Linked DNA regions of Rattus norvegicus: region 2 is linked to region 1. Evidence: chromatin contacts called from public Hi-C data. All regions are on one chromosome and are shown on one strand. The core of a region is the stretch at or near the end of the contact, and the rest is flanking DNA. Distances in the headings are between cores, read along the strand shown. Region 1 holds the start of Cd44 (CD44 molecule). Region 2 has its middle 66 kb from the start of Pdhx.

Region 1 (4,372 bases), core at 495-2,994:
AGTTCAGGACTCTCTGCCCTTCCCTCATCCATCCTGAATGTTTCTGCCTTCCAAGGGTCCCTTGGAGCTCTGGTTCTCTATGGAAGCCTCCACTGTAGTCTCTGCTGGCTAGATACCGCTTTCCTGAAGGTTTTCGATTTTGTCTAGCACTCACATTTAGGTATCCCATGGCAGTCTGAGCTAATGAACCCAAGTTCACACCCAGCACCATCCCATAGGAGAAGCCACCTAACCTCTCTGAACCTGTTTCCCTACTGGTAAAGGGGGTGGTGGTGTGTGCATTCCTCACCAAATCACCATGAGGATAAAATGAGAAATGAAGGACCTCACATAGAGCCTGGCACAGCAAAGGGGCACAAAAAATGGCCAATGGTGCTGTGCTGCTAAAATCATTCGCATTACACCTGCATCCGTACTCAAATTTTAACATCCGGCAATGGAGGTGCAATTTTCTAATCCCTACCTACCATGCCTACAAAAACCCAGTTTGATACCCCTTACGCCCCAGAACTGGGTTTAATAAATTCTTGCTGAGAGGAACCTCCTGTAGTCTGAGCTGGCTTAGTGACCTGACTGACACTTCTTAAAAGAAAAATTAACTATGCTGATGATAAACAAAGCCTTCGTGTAATTATCTGTTCGTATACATATAAAAGAGGGGAAACTCTTAGAATTGAGCCATACTGAATACCTGGCCCCAGCTCCTCCCCTCCACAGCCACAGAAGCCACCAACCTCGTTTAGATGGGATATTAGGGACTCCGCGCTAAAGTTCACGTGTTACCCTAATGCAGGCCCCCTCCTGCCCTGAAGCTGCCAGGCAGCGAATATGGACCCTGTTGCTGTTTGACTTTGCCTAGACTGGCAAACCCAGGAGACTGCAAGCACCGGAGGCTGGTCCAGTTATGTTCCTGTCTTGTGTCCTCCTTGGCCCATGCTGGAACCTTTTGGGTACTCAGAGCCTCACACAGAACCAGTTCAAACTCCCACAAGCTAAAATAAAGCAGTCGGTGATCAAAGCGGACTCTAAGAGCCCCGAAAACTAGTCTAAGCCAGGACCCGCTCTCTTCAGCTTTCTGAGGCTCCTTTCGGAAAAGCCCATTGCCAAATAACTGGCCTACAGCTATGTGAACACCTTGGGGAGTGCTCTACAGGTCCTTGCTGCCCCAGTCTGTGGCTCTAACCTGCTAGCCACAACCAGCCAGGCTTAGGGAACCCTTGAGTGCCAGAGCCTGTTAGTCAGGACAGAGGCTGTGCATATCCAAGAGCACAGTTACTTTTGAGCCATGTGCTTCAGCAAGCGTCGGGGACCTCGCCCAAAATTTGCAGCGGGCAACCTGCCCAGCAAACTTTCTTCTCCCTTTCTCTTTTCCTTTCACCAAAGCAGCACTTCCCAAGAGCAAACTCTTTCCAATAGCATAGCCCCAATCCCAGCTTTGCTTTGCTAGCCCAATTCACTACAGTCCCTCCCCGGGCAATTCAACCCAGAGGCATCCAGCTGGAGTCCTCAGGCGCTTCGCCGAACGCATCCCACAGTCCCGGCTGGCGGGCTACTCACCGATCTGCTGCTGTGCCAGGCTCAACTGTAAGAGGCAAAGTAGTCCCCAAGCTGTGTGCCACCAAACCTTGTCCATGATGTGCAGGATGAAACCAAAGGATCTAGTAGCCTCTGGAAAAGGGTCGCGGGGAAAGGGGCAAAGAGGGTGAATGGAACCTGTCACTGGCTGGGGGCTGCTGGGCAATGAGACCGCCTCGGAAGTTGGCCGTGGTTTTTATTCCAGGCTTTGAAAGAGTGACCTAAGAGGGAGGGAGCGCGCGAAGGACACACCCAAAGAGAGGGGGCTGTGACTAAGCAGCCAACGGAAGTTTAAAGACACACCAACCAGCTTTCGCTGCTGCCCCTGCGCCCCAGCCCTGCTCTTCCCCGCAAAAGAGAAAGGCTGCTGCCCCCATGCGCCCACGCCCCCCCAGGGCCACTCCACAGGCGTTCAACCCTGGCCCAGCCCGCCAGCCTATGAGGAGCGCTGCCTGGGACAAGAAGAATGGCTGAGTCCTAGGACCTCGCCCCTCTGAGTTAAATCCTCCAGTTTCTCCTTTGCCACTAAACTTCTGGGAACCTGGCTAGGGAAAGAATGGGTTTCCCAGGAAGCTGGACTTAATCTTAGGGAGGAGCTGAGAAAAAATTAGAGAAATCTATCCCCCGCTGGATAATGCCTTCCTGGCCAGGGTGGGAATTGAAAAGTAGGGAACTTGTGGGAGTTTCCTCTTTCTCTCTGAGAGAAGTCCAAACCGCTCAGCAGATCTTTGCTCCGGAAAACCCAAGGATGCCAACCCATTTCATTCATGCTCTCACATACTCACACATCCACCCATCCATTCCTGTGTCCACCCATCTTCCTCCTAATGCACTAATCTACCATACTCCATCTGCCCACCAGTTCTTGTATTCACCCACCTGTACAACTTTTCATCCACCCTTCCATAAACCTTTTTTACACCCGTCCTATACTCGTTCATCATACGTCCCACCCATCTCGATGCATGTACACATTTCCCGTCGTCGTCTCTCACTCTACCCATCCTCATATCCACTCACATATTAACTCTTTCTTGTTTGCATTTTATACTCCCTTTGCTGCAAGCTTTAATACATTCCTCTTTACTTCTTGATAAATTTCAAAGAGGGGTGTACATTGCCATTTTCTTCAAGGGAGATATTTCCAGGCTGAAAATCCAGGGGAAATAATATTTAAAATCACATTTCCCTGTCTTCTCTAATACGATTTGTGTTGCAATTTGGATATCAAAAGCTCTGTTTATTTTTAATGTGAACTAAATCTGAGTGGACTTCTTGCCGAATGAGAGACACAGAAGACATGGCTACGGCAGGACCCAGAATGAATCGTGCCAGAAATTCTGAGGGAAAGTGATATTTTGGGATTTACTGAAAAAACTGAAAAAGCAAGAGAAAGGCACCCAGTCACCTGCCCATCCATTTATTCATCAAGCATGTAATGAGTGCCCAAGGGTATCAAGAGAGGCAAGGCCTGGTTTGTCTCCTGGAACTAGCTCAGTCACAAGCCAGCTGCTGCCTGCAATATAAAATATACTGCAAAACCACAACTAGGACTGGGACGATGGCTCAGTGATAAAGAGCTTGCTATCAAGCACATGTCCCAGGTTAGATCCTTGGAACCCACAGGGTGAATTAGGCAAATTGTCCTTTGCCTTTCACGGGCATGCCTATGTGTATCATGGTGCAAATGCGTGCATGTGCACGTGTGCACGTTGGAGCACAGACATACACACATAATCAGTAACTGTTAAAATGATTAAAGATAATTCAGCCAGCTTCATGTATCTATAGGCTAAAAAATTCATAAGAATTGCATTTGTTCTGAGTGTCTACAAGCTTTTTGCTTTTCATTACTTTGTGAACCACACAGCTCAACCACTACGTATCACATAGATAAATATATATATATATATTAATATATAACTCTACATTTCATTTTGCTAGGTATTACAAGTATCTAGCCATGACTAGAAGAACATGTGTGTGCTGCATGCAAATACTGAGCCATTTTATGCAAGAGAATTTATCTTCTGAAAGTTGCAGATGAAGCTTGGGTTTTCTGGAAGTGATCTGTTGATAAGGGATCTTTCTCCCCCTACCCTCCTCTCTCTGTTTCTGTGTGTGTGTGTGTGTGTGTGTGTGTGTGTGTGTGTCCTATAAAGACTTGAATATTAGATCAGATGATGAGACTGAATGCTCAAAGTAAGAATGAAGACTAGAGAATTCTGCAGAGACCAGGTTGTAAACTTCAAGGAACTTTGAACTTGGTCCTGTAGAAAACCAAGAGCCATTGTGAGTTTTAAAAATGACTTTTGTGTGAAAACACATATAAACTGGCTGTCACACAAGTGCAATTATGTGGCATTTAGTTAATTCACAGTATTACAGACCCTTCACAACTTCATTGTCGGTTTTTCAATTAGGGAGAACCGTATGGCAGCAGTTTTAGAGACATTGACAGCAGTGACAGGGTTGTGAAATTGTTGAACCACTACCTAGCCAGTCTGTGCCTGGCAGGGCGGCATGACACAAGGACCTACCGTTCTGAGATGGAGAAGGCACCTCTTGGCCTTATCTGAATACAAAGCACTTTAGAATTTGCCAGTAGGTGGAGAGAGCTGGGCACTCTGTTGTTTCAGACCTAGAGACCATTTATTTCAAATTATAAAGGTCTCCACTTGGGGTAAACATCCTAGTGGGTTTGGCAAACTATGGATGAGGAATAATCTTGAACATTTCTGTTCAAGATTTTTGTCTGATTCTCTTTGGTGGAGGAGAGGGAAATAGGTAATTAACA
Region 2 (4,372 bases), core at 1,386-3,885, 120 kb after region 1:
CCCTACTGTGGCATGCTGGTAATACCTATGTTACAGGCTGTGGTGAGGACTTCTGAGTCGACAGTGTATACACAGTGTCTGCAACAGTGCTATGAGCTCAGTAAGTTAGAACTAAACTGCTGTGTTTTAAAACTAGCACATGGACTGGAGAAATGCCCCAGAGGTTAAGAGCACTGGCTGCTCTTCCAGAGGTCCTGATTTCAATTCTCAGCAACCACATGGTGGCTCACAACCTCCTATAATGAGATCTGGTGCCCTCTTCTGGGCTGCAGGCATACATGCAGGCAGAACACTGCAAACATAAAAAAAAAAAAAAACAAAAAAAAAAAAAACAAAAACCACAGGGCAGAGTGAAGAGATCCACTTAAGGAGAACTAAGCACATAGAAAGTTTAATATATCTATCTCTATCTCTATATCTCTATATCTCTATATCTCTATATCTCTATATCTCTATATCTATCTATCTATCTATCTATCTATCTATCTATCTATCTATCTATCTATCTATCTATCTATAACTACATGCTTGGAAGACAAAAACTCCTATAATCCCCGCAAATGGTACGTTAAAAATGAGCACCATAGGTTTTTCTACATCTGAGACGCCCTTACCTTAAATACTGAGTTTCTGCTTTTCCCGGTTTATAGGCTCAGGCATCTCCAGCCCACGGTAGCAATGACTTACTCTATCTCTGGAAAAGGAGGTGGGGTGCTAAACATACAATGCTTAAAAGGATGGCAGCCTGCTTCAGAAACAGGCTCATCCTTACAACTTAAAATCTGTTCTCAATCTTCTGAGTTGTAGCAAACCATAAAAACCTGGAATGCATCATGATATTTAGATTATTATCTAATAAGACAAAATGCATTCTTACTATGTTACTGATGGTCCGGTATCACACGGAACACCCATGAATAACATACTAGCTCATGATGAAGTGCAGATGTAACTGATACCCAGAGCAAACCGCCTCAACTTGACCTCCACATGGTAAAAGCTCATTCTGACACAACCCCAACGTGACCTTTAGCATTAAAGAACATAACATTTATCATTGAGGATAGCAAAGGCTAAAACTAAAATTTGAGAGCCGGGGCCACTAATCCTAAAGACTGAGTTTCATCCCCGGGACCCACATGGTGGGAGGAGAGGACTGACTCCTCAAAGTTGTCCTCTGACCTCCAGACAAGTGTCAAGGTTTGCATGTGTCCCATCTCCTGAATGAATAAATAAATGTTAAAATAAACTTAATTTTTACTTGCCTAGACAGATTGCTCAGAGATGAAAACCCAGTAATTATGACTGCTTGAAAACAAATGTAGGCTGGGTGTTACTGTAACCCTAGAACCTGGGAGGAGCAAGAAAGGCTGGGTTACTTAGTGAGTCAATCTCAAAAAACAAAACCCCCAACCCATATCTATCAATCTATCTATCTATCTATCTATCTATCTATCTATCTATCTATCTATCTATCTACCTACCTATCTATCTATCTATCTATCTATCTATCTATCTATCTATACTATATATAACAATAATTGCATATATGTTTATGTATATATATAAACAATTGCATATATATGTATATGTATAAGCAATTTAGGGATTAGAGATGAGGCAGGGGCATGGAGAAAGTAAAAACACATTTCAATTAAACTGAGAAGGAGGAATGCTTATTCCTAGATGAATGTACCTTTCTTTAGGCTTCTGACCTGGCCAAGGACATTTTCATTGTAATTGGTATGGCATAAAACTCCCCCCTACCCCCGGAATTTAAGTAATTGAACAGATACTAACACAAAGTCTTAGAAAACAAACTGGTATATTTGGTTACTAAAATTAGAGAGACAAGAAAAGTAGGGGAGGGCTGAGGCTTATTGTAACCAGTAATTAAATAACCTGCCTCAAATGTCACTGTCCTTCCCTATAAAATCTTCTCAGCTGCACAGCGCTCTGTTTACAGAACCTGCCAGACTGTCTCCATAAATACCGCCTAGTGTTTAAGCTGACTGCAGTTAAGGGTTTTAGCAAGGCACATAGATGTTCACAGATGTGAATGAAGAATGTCTTTTAACATTCACATTTTACTCATCATTTGACAAATATCAGACCATTTACCATATTGAAACAAATGACATTTATTTGTTATGTCCCCAATAGTAAGCTGCTTTAGTCTTTTCCTGTTGCTATAATAAAATACTCTGACCAAAATGATTTAAGGAAGGAAAGTGTTACTTGGCCCACAATCTCAGGTTATATCCAGCACAGCAGGGATGACACATCAGAAGGGGCTGGGAAAGGCTGGTCAGATGATGTCTTAGTCAGTGCTCTATTGCTAAAGAGACACCACGACCAACGCAACTCTTATGAGAGAAAGCATTCGATGGAGGCTTGCTTAGTTTTAGAGGTTTAGTCCATTATCATCAATGGTGGGAGTAGGTGGCATGCAACAGGCAGTCATGGAGCAATAGCTGAGTGCTACATCCTGATCTATAGGCAACAGAATGTGACGCTGAGCCTGGCATGGACTTTCTGAAACCTTAAGGCCCATTCCTAGTTCCACTTGTTCCAACAAGACCACATTTCCTAATACTAATTTTATCAGAGAGTTCCACTCCCTGGTGACAAAGCATTCAAATATATGAGCTATGGGGCCACTCTTATTCAAACCACAAGGGTGCCGCCCACAGTCAAGAGCACAGTAAGAGGAACTAATGAATGCTAGTGGTCAGTTTGCTCTTTTTTCATTCGGTTTAGGGCTTAGCAGATGAAAGGCTGGGTTTAGAGTAGGGTCTTCCAACCTCAGTGAACCAACTACAAAAATCCCTCAAAGGCATACCCATGGGGCTACCAAGTCTGGATGATTCCTCATGGAGACTCCTTTCCCAGATAATTCTAGATTGTCTCAAGTTGACAAAACCATCACATTTATGAGATAGATCCACAATCATTTTACCATTATGCCTTACTCCAAATTAATGACATTTCATTTCTCTGAATCAACGACAGTCGCTCAGCCTTAAATTTACCCTGAAGTTCTGCCTGCTTTATAATTCTCAAGTGTATTATCTGTCGTTTCTCCTTTACAATAAACATGAGCTAAACTGCAATAGAAGACAGCAGAAGGATGACTGCATGACTCATTAGTAGAGAAAGTGATGCTGGTTCTTCAAAGCCCTGAAAGGCAACCCTCACTTGGCCTGGTGATCACTCATTAATGCTCTACCCAATATACACACCACATGCTCCAGGCCCGCCCTCACTTGTGTCCTAGAGGATTGCTTACTTATTTGGTGGCTGTCCATATATCTGGTCTGGGTAAACCAATGAACTCTCTCATCCACTACTAACCCTGGACTAGGATTGAAGGCTGATGTAGTTATTCATGTAGAAGACAGGAGCAACTGGGATTGAAACTGAGGTAATGATTTTTGAGTTCTGAACATGAACCAGATTCAAAGCTAAAGTGTTCTTTATTAAATGTATGTTTTAATTGCTTTTCCTTCTGGAGACAAAACAGGATGGTACATGCTATGGGGCCCAGATTGGCCTTCAAGACATGATCCTCTTGCCACCTCTTCTGAGTGCTTCATGCCATTATGGCTGGATGAGTTCTTTTGTTGTCACTCCCATCTTGTTGCCTAGATTGGTCCCTAAGAAGAGCACTCCGATGACCTTCCTGGATCTGGATCCACTGTAGCTGGGACCACACGCAAGTCCCATCGGCTCATCCCCATCAAATTTTATCCCTAGAGGCACCCAGACCTAACTCAATGGTTCTCAAACTGTGGGTCACGAACCCTTTGGGGATCACATTTCAGATGTTCCACATATCAGATCTTTACATGATGATTCGTGACAGTAGCAAGATTACAGTTATTAAATAACAACAAAGTAACTTCATGGTTGGGGGGTGACCACAACCTAAGGAACTGCAGCATTAGGAAGGCTGAGGGTCACTACCTTAAATGTTTTAAGCTTCAGTTTTTCTAAGGCTTTCATTGGGAGTTATATATAAGTCATGATACTTAATTTTAGCACTTCCCAGATGTATTTTTTTTTTTTTTTTGGTTCTTTTTTTCAGAGCTGGGGACCGAACCCAGGGCCTTGCGCTTCCTAGGTAAGCGCTCTACCACTGAGCTAAATCCCCAGCCCCCAGATGTATTTTTAAGGGAAACAAAACAAAAAATCCCTCAGTGCCTCTTGTGCAACCTAACCAGGATGCAGAAAGAACTACAAAGAAAATATGAGCTAAGAGAGGTTAATATAGGAAGTACATGAAGTGACATCGCTGAAGAACTTCAGTAGAACCAGCTCAGCCAATGGGCACTCAGAATGGAACATTTAAGCTTTATACCTCATGGACATA

The links. Hi-C and Micro-C count contacts between places; a contact is called where the count stands out from the background.
Region 2: a Hi-C map of the A7r5 cell line shows a contact between it and region 1, with 4 times the contacts expected there. The contact joins the enhancer-like site here to the promoter of Cd44 in region 1. A contact is called at or near these places in 2 of 12 Hi-C or Micro-C datasets (the A7r5 cell line and Schwann cells).

Annotation. Positions count from the first base shown.
Region 1 is chr3:109,697,680-109,702,051 of GRCr8, forward strand. It overlaps Cd44 (CD44 molecule), which reads right to left and starts at 1,745. Exons shown (of 19, transcript NM_012924.3): 1 at 1,558-1,745. The coding sequence starts at 1,633.
Region 2 is chr3:109,818,291-109,822,662 of GRCr8, forward strand. No RefSeq gene overlaps it. Among named protein-coding and RNA genes, the nearest start is that of Pdhx, 66 kb to the right of the region's middle. Within about 2 kb of position 2,636, at least 8 of the 93 cell types and tissues checked have an H3K27ac peak or open chromatin away from gene starts, as enhancers often do. A contact at or near this core is called in the A7r5 cell line, where this site is marked.